Linked DNA regions of Danio rerio: region 1 is linked to region 2. A link is a contact called in public HiChIP or PLAC-seq data. All regions are on one chromosome and are shown on one strand. The core of a region is the stretch at or near the end of the contact, and the rest is flanking DNA. Distances in the headings are between cores, read along the strand shown.

Region 1 (6,898 bases), core at 2,856-5,355, 460 kb before region 2:
GCTATATATATATATATATATATATATATATATATATTAATATTATTATTATTATTATTATTATTATTAGTAGTAGTAGTAGTAGTAGTAGTAGTAGTATTAATATTTAAAATCACCAGAATTTGATGGATGTAAAGCAGTTAATAATGTGGAGTTTGACATCCTATGGCTGATGTTTTCTAAAGATTTAACACCATTTTCACTGAACCTTTTGTCTGACAAGGGAACAAAAATCATATACAATTTTGTTCCCAGTTTTGGAAAAGTGCCTGTTCCAGAAAGGTTTGTACACTTTCTAAAGAAAATGAGAATGGTTCTTGCCTGTGAATCGCCTTTATGACAATGCTCAGTTGCTGTTTTTTTGGTTTAAACTGTTGTTGGTGTTGTGGGTTGCTTTTCAATATACACTATCTGATTTTTAAACCATTTTTCTCCAGTCCGAACTATGAGCAATAGTCATAGCGACATGGTTACAGAAATATGAGGGAAGGACATTTTTTATAGGCCCAAACATTTAAGAAACACTGAAATTACAAACCTCTATCTTAATCTGATAGCGAAGCAGGAAGACGTACAGTATACGTTGTGCAGTCTGAGATAGTTTGAAATCTCATTGATAGCTTCCCCCTTTTTTTTTCTACACGCTCTGTGGCAATAATTGCATTTTTCATGTTCCTTCACTCAGAGCCTGGCACCTCTTGTTTTGCTCCTACCTCTCTTTTTATTTTTCTGTCATGATGGCTGACGAGAAACATGGCCGTCTTGTGTTATTTTCAGAGACACTCAAGTTCACACCCAGCAACAAAGCGTCAGTCATCATCTTCGGACAGACAGAGAGGCTGGTGTAAAAATGAAAAGCGTGTTTGCTGTGATGGGCTTATCCCCCCCGCCCCCCATCTGGCCATAGAGAGAGCACATGTGACAGAAACAAAAAACCAACCTTAAGGGGACACAGTCAGCATGCAGGAATGTTATTTTAGGAGCAGTTTTGTCATACGGTGGCACGTGTGGGCTAGACATCATATCATACATTGAGATTTTTCAGTTGACGTCACTTAATGAATGCGCTGTTTATGCGCGCGATTCAGAAAAGCACTTAGCCGCGGCATCGTCAGAGCTAATGTTAGCGTAGGATGATTCATCATATTAATGAAACAGAATATCGATTAGCCGAGGGTTGCTGTAGTGCTCTGGATGATGTCTCTCGGTTTATGTGATCCACTCATGCTTTTGAGTATTTAAAGAGACTGCCGTGTTTACTGACTTGAAAACCGTGCCCTCTAGGTACACACATCAGCTGGGGTTTGTTTGTACCAGTGGGCAGCATACTACTCCATTCCCTCCTGTTAGCATTTAAGCTTTTTTTCTCTCTCCCTGTCCCAGGTGGTCTACACCAATAATGAGTTCAGACTAGAGCTCTCCCATCTGGCGGAATTGCGTGACCCTAAGGTTACCCTCCATGGCGATTTGACCTTCCGCTGCGAGGACGTCGCTGCATTGGACCCAGTCAGTTTCGACGCGCCCACTGCTTATGTAACCCTCCCGCGCTGGAATGGCAAGAAAGCTGGCTCTGTGTCCTTCGATTTTCGAACCACCGAGCCCAACGGACTGCTGTTGTTCAGTCACGGGCGGCCGCAGGGTTCAAAAGATCACAGACCAAGGGTGGACTTCTTCGCCATGGAACTGCTGGATGGATTCCTCCACCTGCTCATGGACATGGGCTCCGGGAGCATCAAGATTAAAGTGGGGAACAAGAAGGTCAATGATGGAGAATGGTGCCACGTAGACTTCCAGAGAGAGGGCAGGAAAGGTCAGGATATTGCAAGATCAGCACACACATTATTGCTAAACCTGCTCTCGCTTTGATTCCTACTCTGACGCTTTCCTCTTAATCTCTGCCGTTAAAGCACTGCCTCGTTCTGCCCGCTTAAGGTCCATCTGATATGCATACTTCACAAACTGCTAAATCACTGTACTCTATTTCTTCTACCTCTCATTACCTCTCATTACTGTAAGAGCTCAACTCAAACACACTCTCTGCAGTTTTAAAGAAGCAGGCCCGCCGTGGGATTTAGCAAATCCCAGGGGAAGAGGCTGAAGACCTTTCCACTAGCTGAGCTCAGGGGAAAAAAGGGAAGAACAGAGGATTGTTAATGCTAAATTAATGAAATCTCAATTTTTTTAATAACTTGTGACAGCTATTGTACAGCAGCTATACTGATTCCATGAGTTACTAAAACGATAGTCTTCAGGGATCCCTAGTAGCGGCGTTAATTAAATTAGTTTTAGTTAATTATTAACAAGGCTAGTCAATTTAATATGTTTATTAAGTGCTAGTAGAAGCCCCCACAGGACGTCATGATATAAATATCTGTGTCTGTCTGTCTATCTGTCTGTATGTCTGTCTGTCTGTCTGTCTGACTTAAGTTCTAGTTTACATTCAATTTGTTTTTCTTTTAATCGATCTATAAGTTGACATTCTTTCCATCAGTATGACATTCTGGCTGCGTCCAAAACCGCCTACTACTCATTAGATACTGTATTTGATTTTAAATGTACGACTCGGCCACTAGAAAAGTATGTTCTGTACAGTATGAATGTGAGCAGTATGATTGAAACTCGGATGTACTACATCTGCCGTTGTGTCAAAATCACGTGATCTTTCCACATGAGTTGCATTGCACTTCACTTCCTTTCATGAATTTGCTCGCAGGGTATCATAGGATATCGCAGTCGGATGCACACTTCATAATCTCGCTGGAAGTAGTTGGTCATCCGGGTCCTTCTAGCATACTGTTTTTCGAATTCTACACATTCGGACATACTACTCGGTTTTTAGCGTACTAAATAGTATGGAAGTATGAGATTTCAGACGTAGCCTCTGTTATTCTATGTACAGTTTAGCCTATTGCTCGTATTACTGTCTGTTAGTTCTTTCAAGTCATTCTGTCTATTATTCTATCTCTCTGTTTTATTCTCATTCTATCTCCTGTTCTTTTATCTATTGGTCTGTTGTTCTATCTTTCATTCTACAATTACCGTTCTGTCAATGTGTTCTGTCTATTGTCTTTATTCTATTAATCTATTTTCCTATGTAGTTAGCATGTCATTTTTATCAATCTATTGCTCCTTCTGTCAAACTTTCAGTCTATCCATCATTTCGTCTTGTCATCCTGTCTATTTTATGTCATTTCAGTGCTAATCTATTAGAAATGCATTCCGAGATATTTTTTAACAAAATGATTATTATAGTAAACCCTAAAACTAAATCCTCTGAAAGATGTTCAAAATTTTTCAAATAGGAAAGAATTAAAAATAATGTGTTCTAACTTTCAGCTAAATATAAAACCCTGCATCATAGTTCACAATTTAATTACCTAACATAACATATTACCAATAAAATTTTGACAAAAAATGAGGCTAAATTGTAAACAAACATTGTGCTGTTTAGGCTCACCTCTGCTTCATTCACTTTCTCCAAGGCTCCATCTCCGTCAATGGCCGCAGCCTGCCCTTCTCCACCAACGAAGGGAGTGAGATCCTGGATCTAGATGGTGAAATGTATTTGGGGGGTCTGCCGGAGAACAGTGGGGATCTTTCTCTGCCTCCAGAGGTGTGGACTGCCCGCCTCAGGCTGGGCTTTGTGGGCTGCGTGCGGGACCTCTTTGTCGATGGGCGCAGCAAAGACCTGCGGCGTTTGGCGGAGCTTCAGAGCGCTCCGGGTGTCAGCAGCTTCTGTACCCGTGAAACCCATCGGAGGTGCAGCTCGGAGCCCTGCGTTCATGGAGGCCGATGCCGCGAGGGCTGGAACAGACACGTCTGTGATTGCACTGGAACTGGATATATGGGCCCCAACTGTGAGATGGGTGAGGAAAGTAGGGCTTAAAGCTGTAGGGAGGCAGGATTAAACATTGGATTACGTCTCACGGTTGAGACGCGTTCTTTTAAAGAAGAGCAAAGCTTCAGTGCTTCGCTTGTACAGTTTTATATTGAGATACAGCTAGGCTCCAGCTCGCTTCATCAGATCCCACCTGCATAGACCCTTGTTTGCTTGCAATGTGTGGTTTCTAACTCTCTCCTGCCCTCTGCTGTCTGGCAGTAAGAATAACACTGTGGCCACACAGTGTCCATTGTAGACATGCTGTTGGTGACTCAGCAACAGTGTACTTGGTGATATTTTAATTGCAATGAGTATCAAATTCTATAATTTGTATAACTAATTATAAATGAAACTAGTAAATGTAATTATAATGAAACAGATATAGACCCTTAGGCCAAGATTATAAATTGAATGATATTTTACTTGTAATTATATCTTTTTGGCTGATTAACAAAAGTTTATCATCTTATATCTGTTTTTACTGTTGCTACTACTATTGCCTCATAATAATAATTATATATTATATTCATATATAATTACATCTTAAATAAAATCTATAGAATTAAGCAATAGTAGTAGTACAAAAAAAGATACAAAAACAAAACCTTTGCTCAAGTAACATTATAATCAACAGATATAAGATAATAAACTTTTGTTAAGGATAATGTAATTGTTTTATCATTAAAAACATACTTTTTAACAGTAAAACAATTACAAGTTGTTAGTATTAATATTATTATTATTAATAATAATAATAATATTAGAGTAATAGTATAGAACAGGGGTCACCAATCCTGGTCCTGGAGGGCCGGTGTCCCTGCGGGGTTTACCTCCAACTTGCCTCAACACACCTGCACGGATGTTTCAAGTATACCTAGTAAGACCTTGATTAGCTTGTTCAGGTGTGTTTGATTAGGGTTGGAGCTAAAATTAGCAGGACACCGGCCCTCCATGAACAAGTTTGGTGACCACTGGTATAGAACAACATTTCATAGTTACACAGTAGTTATAATATACTAATTACTACTAAATAATGCTATTAATATTACTGAAAGATAATAACAATTCATGTAAACTGTACATTTTAGAATGTAAAACTATTACTACTACTACTACTACTACTACTACTAGTAATACTACAACTAAAATAATAATAATAATAATAATAATAATAATAATTAATTACATAAAATAATGTAAAATGTAAAAATAAAGTAATTATTAAATGATATACTGTAGCTGTTATTACTGTTACTGTGACCATGTAACTTAAAATGAAATGTCTTAATAGCAGTAGCAATTAGTTACATTTTATTTGGATTCAAATACAATGCAAATCCCTGAGTTTATTAAAGAGTAATTAAAACTGAATAAAAATATTGATAATGTTTACATTTACTTTGCTTTTTAACATTATATAAACATAAAAAAATACTGTTTGAAAAATGCATACAAAAATATATCTTTTAATTTTGCATCCTAGTGTTTGCTGACCTGTAGTGTCTTGTTCTGCCTCTTTCAGAGTCTGCAGTGTTGAGTTACGACGGCAGCATGTTTCTGAAAGTCCTGATGCCTCACGCAGCTCACAGCGAGGCCGAGGACGTGTCTCTGCGCTTCATGTCTCAGAGGGCTTATGGTCTGCTCATGGCCACCACCTCCAAAGAGTCCGCCGATACCCTGCGCCTGGAGCTGGACGGGGGAAGAGTCAAGCTTACCGTCAACCTCGGTAAAACCACCAGACTCGAGGCTCTTCCCAAAACACATTTCACTCTCATTCCTCCATCTTTATCTCTTTCTGCTCTTCTTCTTCTTCTCTCTCTCTCTCTCTCTCTTTCTTTCTCGCTCTGTCTTTCTCTCTCCACCTGTGCAGCCTTCAATGGCTTTCACTTCTGCAGCTTTCAGAGCAGACAGCCAGAGAGACCAGATCATTTAGTGTCAAACACATTGAGTTAAACTAGGGGAGACTGAGGGGAAATTATATTGTTTTACCTTTTGAATTTTTCTATAACTTTATAATGTTTAAATATAATATAATATAATATAATATAATATAATATAATATAATATAATATAATAATATAAATCTCTGTATTTTAAAAGGTCAACTTCAAAGTAAGAATATGATATGAATCCTGCACAGTATTCTTAGTTTTTATTATTATTAAATTGCTTACATAATGAGGCTGAGTAGTTTTGTCTTTAGGAATAATATGCAAGCAATTTAGAAATCTTAAATTGAAAGAAACACTTTTTTAATATAAATTGCTTTAATATTTTGTACTTAAAACAGTGATCAAGTTCAAGTTCTTTTATTTATAAAGCACATTTAGAAACAGTCCCAAGACTGACCAAAGTGCTGTATAAGTCAAAGTAAAATAAATAGGAAGAAGATAAAAACAAAAACAAGCCAAGAGAAGCAACAGAATACATTTAAAAACGAAGCAGTTAAAAGAAATATTAAAATAATAAAAACAAGCCAAGCTAAATAGGTACTTTTAAAAATATTTTAGTGTTTTTAACTACATTTTATTTTGTGAAATATTTATAAATGTAATTAATTTCTAAATGGTGCATCAGTTTACTATAACTAAAACTATTGTAAAACCAGGAAAATAAAATCATTCAGGGGAGCCATATTTCTTAGCCATAAAATTACCTAATTATTTACAGTTAAATTTTTTATTGTAACCAGTTTCATTTTTACATCTGAATCAGTGATGTCCAAAGTAGGACCTGTGGGCCAAAGTTTGCCCATGGTAACCTTTGATTTGGCCTGCCATCCCTCTGAGAAGAGAGGAAAAATGATAGGGATGGTTTCTAGATTGTCATTTCATATTTAATATAACCCTTTGTTTGCTTTAATGTTGAAATATTACTGAAATTAAAGGTTTCAATTTAATGGTGTAAATAATTCAGATTTAGTTTAAATGTACATACTGTGACTTGACAATGCAGAGACTTTGGTGAGCAAAACAAATCAAAGGCAGATTCTGCTTGACTAGTGTATTCAGCACTGAA
Region 2 (6,971 bases), core at 4,289-6,788:
AAAGAACAAAAGACAAGAAAATCTGTCAGCAGATTCTGATGTTGCTCTCTGCTCCACATCCTTCTGAACTCTGAGCCCTGGATTTGTGATGAGATGAATAATTTAGCAGTTCTACTCGCTTCCCCCTTTTTTCCTTCAGACAGAGCTCAGATTTTTACTTTTGCAATAGTGCCCCTGTCCTGCCAAAAGAAATGCATTAAGATTACCCAAAAAAGAGAAATCCTTCCCAAATGTCACTGAGATGAAAGCATTCGATAGGTAAGCAAGATTTAAACTTCCCTTTGCAGTATTTGCTGAGAAGCCTGTCGTTTTATGCTCTTTGTTTAAAAAAAAAAAGAGAGAGAGAGAGAAAGAAAGAGTAGATGTGGAGACAGAGAGCCGGTGCCCTTACAGACGGTGAGCAGTAATGGGCAGCTGTGATGCCACTGGAATGAGAATGAAGGGTTTGCATTTGAAGGACTGCAGAAGCACAAGACTGCCATCTGCTGACGGAATCTATTGTCTGGTGCAGGGGTTCCCAAGCTTCAGCCCACGACTCCCAAAATAACAATGCCAGTCACTCACGACCCCCACTATTTTCAGAGATGGTTTAAACATACAAGTGTTGAATGGCACGTCTCCAGCTGGCAATAATGGCAATAATATCCAGCTGCAGTCCCGCAGACACACACACGTTTCAGCAAACACAATCCAGACCACGATCTAAGCAGGGGCGAACCATATGGTTACGACGAATGTTATTGTTATTAACGTCTTCTTGGACCTAGTTGTCATCTATATATATATATATATATATATATATATATATATATATATATATATATATATATATATATATATATATATATATATATATATATATATATATATAAATGTTTTTTTTAAATACGAAGATCGAGACGGACGAATAAAAGCTGAAGGCTTTTTTTTTTTTTTTTGCATGTTGTATTTTTAATGTTACTATATTTATTATTTTTATGTTACAAATAGTATGTGATAATTGTAATAGTTTATCAAAATGTGTTCGATTTTTGGAAATCACCAAGCGACCCTCACTTTGGAATGAATTCTGATACACAATATTTGAAAAACGCTCTTGACCACTGTCAGACCAAGTCTTAAAAGATTTTCAGCCAATCAGCAGTAAGGGGTGTGTCTATATGTAAAAAGTGGCAAGGTCTTATTGGGTTATGGATGTGTTTGTTTTGGTGATCCCAAATATCAACACTATTTAGAACTATTGTTAAGTACTCAATATATACATGTTCTTTTTGGTGAATGTTTAGTAAATGTTAGAAGTAAAAATAGTCTAGAATGAACAATGTATACTGACTATATATATATATATATATATATATATATATATATATATATATATATATATATATATATATATATATATATATATATATATATATATATATATATATATATATATATATATATATATTTAACAGTAATGCATGACCATTAGTCTATATTGCAAGCTACAGTGGAAATACATGAGCATTCATGTGTGTTGATTTAATATTTTGTTCAGTTTTCAAACCTTACTATTGCATCCAGACTGAAGCACACATATACTGATATGTTCATCTTCAAGTAATCCATAAAGTGGGCTTAAACAGCTCAACCTTTTTCAAAGTAGATTAAGAACAACTGCTATTTTGTGACAGCTATGATTTTTATTAATAGCAATAATATTTAAAATTCCTTGACATTTCATGCCATCTGTTGATCATCTTTATAAATTGGTACTACAGACTCTCTTTGAATCAGTGAAGTGTTAAATATGCTCATTTGAACCTGAGTGACTTGTGCATTTAAAATAGGCTAACTGTGGAAACAATCATGGCTGCCATATTGAAATGTTGTACCAAAGCCGCAAGTGCTTAAAACTGGCCACTTCTAAGGGCCTTTTGGAATGAAGAACTTTGACGGGTAAGTGATGGACACTTCGGGCCCTGGTGTAGTCTTTAGGGCAGACATTTGTTTCTATATTGGTGTCATTTTTTCCAGTTCAAAATGGCTATGTGCTCTTCTACATTTATGAAATGCACATTAGTAGGCCTATAATAAACAATAATTTGTTTCGGAATGTAGGGAATTACAAGACTCCTAAAATAAAAATACTCTGTTGTACAGATACCTGTTTAGGTACAACAGCAAAGAAAAACACAAACGTCCAGCATTTTATATTTGAACATTTCAATGAAAACGCTTGACTATGAACGAGTTAATAAAATAATATATTTACTTTTATTAACCTTCCAAAAGTAAGTAGACTTTATGTTAATTAATACACTTAAGCACATTTTTTAAAAGTATTTCAGCACTAGTTGGGACTAAATTTTATCAAAGTATACTTTGTGTAATGATAGTGAAAAAAATAAATATTAGTTATTTAAGATAATTACGATATTGAAAAAATCTGATATTGCAGTAGTTTTATTTTCTGCAATATGTATATAATTTCACCAGATGACTTGAATAGCTGCTCTATTTGAAAATAATTTATTAATTTAAATCGATTGATGATCTTGAAGGAGAGTGAATCATGCATAAAATATAATAAATTACAAGCATAGATAAACACTGAGAAAAGATCAAATTGAAATAAACAGTGCCTCATGGTTTTATGTAAATTAAAAATGTAATACTGAGTACAAAAATGAATAATCAAATGTAAAATAGCACTGTCATTCTTTAAATAATTCAATCAAATATTTTTTATAAAGTTACAATAGGTGCAATTTTTTTGCCTCAGTGCTCTTATGAAAACTCCTGGTCAACTATAATCCCAACTCAACATTAAAAAAACTGTGATGTGACTATTGCAGATGCTCACATTCCGATGTTGATACTGAAATGATAATATTGTGCAGGTTGCAGCCCTTGTACTCTTGGATTTAAACATTTACTTCCAGTTGTGTGCCACCATGATATCAAATGGAAGTTTTGTTTTCTGTTTTGTATTTTTGGGTACAATAACAATTACAAAATTCCCACAAGTAGATGATATATTGAAAACGTATAGTCTCTCACTTCTGTTAGTATCAATCAATGATTCTGATGACATCACTTCGGCTTTTCATCAGAGTTTCCATCCAATCAAATGCTCTTTTGGACCAATTAATTAAAGCAGCAGCTAAAAATGTGTCACTTGTTCACACAAATAATTCATTTATTGCAGCTTATAAGGAACAAATGTTTCAGACTGTGTACAAATGCTCCATTTGGTGTAAATGAAGTCTGAATTTACATTTAGTCACATGATCTGCAACACATGATCAGTCCAGAAACACATCAGCAAATATCATATCATATACTTAAGTCCATTCAAATAAATGTTTTGGATCAGTCTACACTGAATGTTCATTTTAAATTGACATGAAGACTTATCATTATTAGATTATATTTAATGATTTGACCCATTGATGTGTTGCGGCAATAAGGGCATCAGCTGCGTAAAATATATGCTGGGTAAGTGGGCAGCAGTTCATCCTGCCGTGGCGACCTCTGATTAATAAAGGGACTAAGCCAAAAAGAAAATGAATGAATGAATAATTAGATGGATTTCACAAACTGTTAATGGCTCTCCATGGCCGAGCTGAGAATAACAAAATGCTATATTTGCTATTTAAAAAAAACAGTAAGGAGATATGCCCTGCTCTTTCTTCCTGTCTGAGTTAAAATTACATCAACACTTTTATGACACTGAATAATGTTTCAAAGCACTATAACAGGCCAAATATACTGACAATTCAGTTATGTATGTCAAGTGCACTTGTGTAATTTTAAGTATATTTTTGAGACGGAAATAAACTGAAAACATACTATTTCTTGTTAAGAATAATAGTACACCTGCATAAAAAAACATTGTAAGAGATATTTAAAAATTGCATTGAAAATTTGAATATAGAAATGTAGCTCTCTGCAGCAGGAATTGGTAGTGACTCCTCAGCACATCTGAAAAGCATCGGGTTATCATTAGCTTGCTATGCATTTGAATGATGAAAAGCCTTCAGAATTTCAGATGAGCAGAAGCGGCTTTGATCAGCTCTGTCAGTTCAATGTTAAATGTTCAGTGTTAAATGAGATATGCTAAACTGTGATTTTTGGGGGGTAGATTTGTGATGATAAAGGCTTTCTAATCTAATCCTTTTATTGTTGTGGTAAAAGTTTGCGATAATGGTAGACTTCTGAATGCTGTTCACGGGCACAAATACATTTTAATAATAAAATTAAATACAATGAGTTCATTCAAAAATAATAAATACAATATATAATGTACAATTAATTATAAACCTATTTCATGTTATTCTTGTAATATATATATATATATATATATATATATATATATATATATATATATATATATATATATATATATATATATATATATATATATATATATATATATATATATGTGTGTGTGTATGTATATAGTGCTCAGCAGAAATGAGTACACCCTATTTCGAAAATGAATATTTTTATTCATTACTCAGTGAATATATGCACCAATATATATTACCTCTATTCACTGAGTAATGAATAAAAATATTCATTTTCAAAATGTATATATTGCTCAGCAGAAATGAGTACACCCCATTTCGAAAATTAATACTTTTGTTCATTACTCAGTGAATAGAGGTAATATATATTGGTGCATTTGAACAAAACAGTTTATAAGTAATAGTAATATTTAGTAATATAAGTAATAGTATATAATATATAGTAATATTTTAGTCGCAGAACATCTTTAGAAATTAAAAGATAATATTTTAAATTCATTATGGTGGTATACTTTGGAAAGATATTTTTTTCTGAGGTGGTACTTTGTGAATAAGTTTGAGAACCACTGGTCTAGGCTATATATGTTTTAGTAATTACAAGTCATAATATATGACTACTAATTTATAGTTACTAATTATGGTTTATAACAAGTAATACTTTTGATATAATAATAGTAATACTTTTAATATTAAAATAAACATAATACTTAAAATCATTATTGTGTTATATCAAAAATATAATCGTTATAGAAATTTGTTATAGAAAATTCTTGTAGATAAGTTTCTTATAGAAAACATACATTATAGTAATATTATAACAAAATGACAATATATTCTCATATATAATATTGTTTTATTACATAAATGAATAAAGGGGTTAATTTTTTATAGATTGGTATAAATTAAATATTCAAACTGTATATTATAGGGTTTAATTAATTAATACTGCGTTTAGTAATAATGATATTAATCGATTAGAAATGTTTTTAGAATGTTTCTGTCCCATTTAAAAAAAAATGATTCAAACACGTTTACCTTAAGAAAAAAAAACATCATTTTAGTTTAAAGTGAAATCTGTCCTGCAGTGAAATAAAAGAATTGAATGGGAGATTGGAAACCTGATCAATGTCAATAACCTGTCATGTACAGTAATGAATCAAATCAATGATCGTGTCCTGAATGACAGACATCGGCTTCCGCCAATCACGTTGAAGGTTCAGTACTATCTCAAAAGCTGGGTGTTACCCACCTTAACCAATCACGTCGCGATGTCAGTTCTCTTCCTGTAGGTGGGTGTTTGCTACCTGTGTGAATGAAGCGATTCGACACTGGAACTTAGCGAGCCCAATTCCTGGGATTTTTATCTCTGGGTTTTTCTTTACACAGCGGCCTTGGACGTACCAGGGAAATGGCTGCTGTGGAGACCACGTAGGAATATTTTCCGTTCTGTCTGTTTGTTTCGTAATTTTATTTTCGTCGTAAAGAGGAAGCACTCGTTGCAGCCGTTAGCCGATGCTAGCGTTCACTCGCGTTCAGTCTTGCTGCCCTGCGCTATTCCGGTTTTTGTTTCTGGGTGAATTCATGCAGACCCTGCTAAGAAAAAACACTGAGTGTTGACGGAATGAAATGGTGCACCAACATCTGAATATTTCGCTACAAAACACTTATGCCAAAGTCGGAGGTTTCTCACTACTGCTTGTAGCATGTTAGCGGTGTGGCTAGTAAGTGTCAGGTGATACTGAGCTCCGTGAGGGGAGATATTTATCAATTCAAGCCGAGAAACTGATACAATAGAGTTAAGATAATTGTCGCGTCCCTTTTGATTACTTTAACAGTTGATTCTGGCTAAAATTTAGTCGTTCAGCTGTCACCGTTAGCGCTGTTTATGTTACTAACACGGTTTGTTTACAGTTCTAAACTATTCGCTCCCTAGTAACGTTGTGCTATTAAAGCATTTTCTGGACATTTATCTCTCTACTGTCTTAATTTAGACTCTGTATATTGTCAAAGCTGCTTTAAGCAAGCTCACATACACATGCTTACATTAGCTAAAATTGCTTTGGATTAAAGCCAAATCCGTCTGAGACGTTTGTCAGCTTTCTTTCTTTAAAAATGGCTATTGCTTTATGAGGATGTTCTGTGATTTTTCTCCTCGAACTGTAGAGGTTAGCTGCTGCCATACAGGAGAAGCTTAGAAGAATACTATGACTGTTTAGGCCCGGACGAGATGGCAGTAGGCTAAAATAGTTCAGATTTAAAACTCTAAACCGTGTCATATCCACATATCTCTATTTGGGGAACGGGAAAGGTTTACAGATACGTTCATAACCGAGTTAGAAATTGAATTCTCAGGACTCTGAAGCTGTATACCGTATTTACAGTAAATACAGAAACATAGAACGCCAATAGAGACATTAAATCGCACTAACTGCCTGTCTTTGCCTATATAATCGTTTAAAAAGCTTGTGCAGTTGTACAGTGACTTTATACATATCTCTAAAGTTAGTTGAAAATGAAACCTGACTTCTAATTTTTAGATACCCAATATTAGGCTACATTAATCAGACAAATGCCTTAGTTTCATGCCTCAATGACAATATACTGACTAGCCTGTTGATCTTAAATATGTCATCAGAACAGCTCATTTATTTATGGAATTGTGTTTGCTTAAAGTGC

What was found. HiChIP or PLAC-seq counts read pairs in DNA pulled down with a chosen protein or histone mark.
Region 1: an H3K4me3 HiChIP or PLAC-seq map of embryo shows a contact between it and region 2, with 7 times the contacts expected there. The contact joins two enhancer-like sites. A contact is called at or near these places in 3 of 18 Hi-C or Micro-C datasets (caudal fin, hematopoietic stem cells and an unstated tissue) and 2 of 4 datasets of contacts at active chromatin or transcription factors (caudal fin and embryo).

What each region holds. Positions count from the first base shown.
Region 1 is chr21:31,137,563-31,144,460 of GRCz12tu, reverse strand. nrxn2a (neurexin 2a) reads left to right here. Exons shown (of 24, transcript NM_001079970.1): 10 at 1,384-1,810; 11 at 3,483-3,866; 12 at 5,403-5,606. Among named protein-coding and RNA genes, the nearest start is that of nrxn2a, 270 kb to the left of the region's middle. Within about 2 kb of position 4,105, at least 3 of the 62 cell types and tissues checked have an H3K27ac peak or open chromatin away from gene starts, as enhancers often do.
Region 2 is chr21:30,683,733-30,690,703 of GRCz12tu, reverse strand. No RefSeq gene overlaps it. Among named protein-coding and RNA genes, the nearest start is that of zgc:165604, 57 kb to the right of the region's middle. Within about 2 kb of position 5,538, at least 61 of the 62 cell types and tissues checked have an H3K27ac peak or open chromatin away from gene starts, as enhancers often do.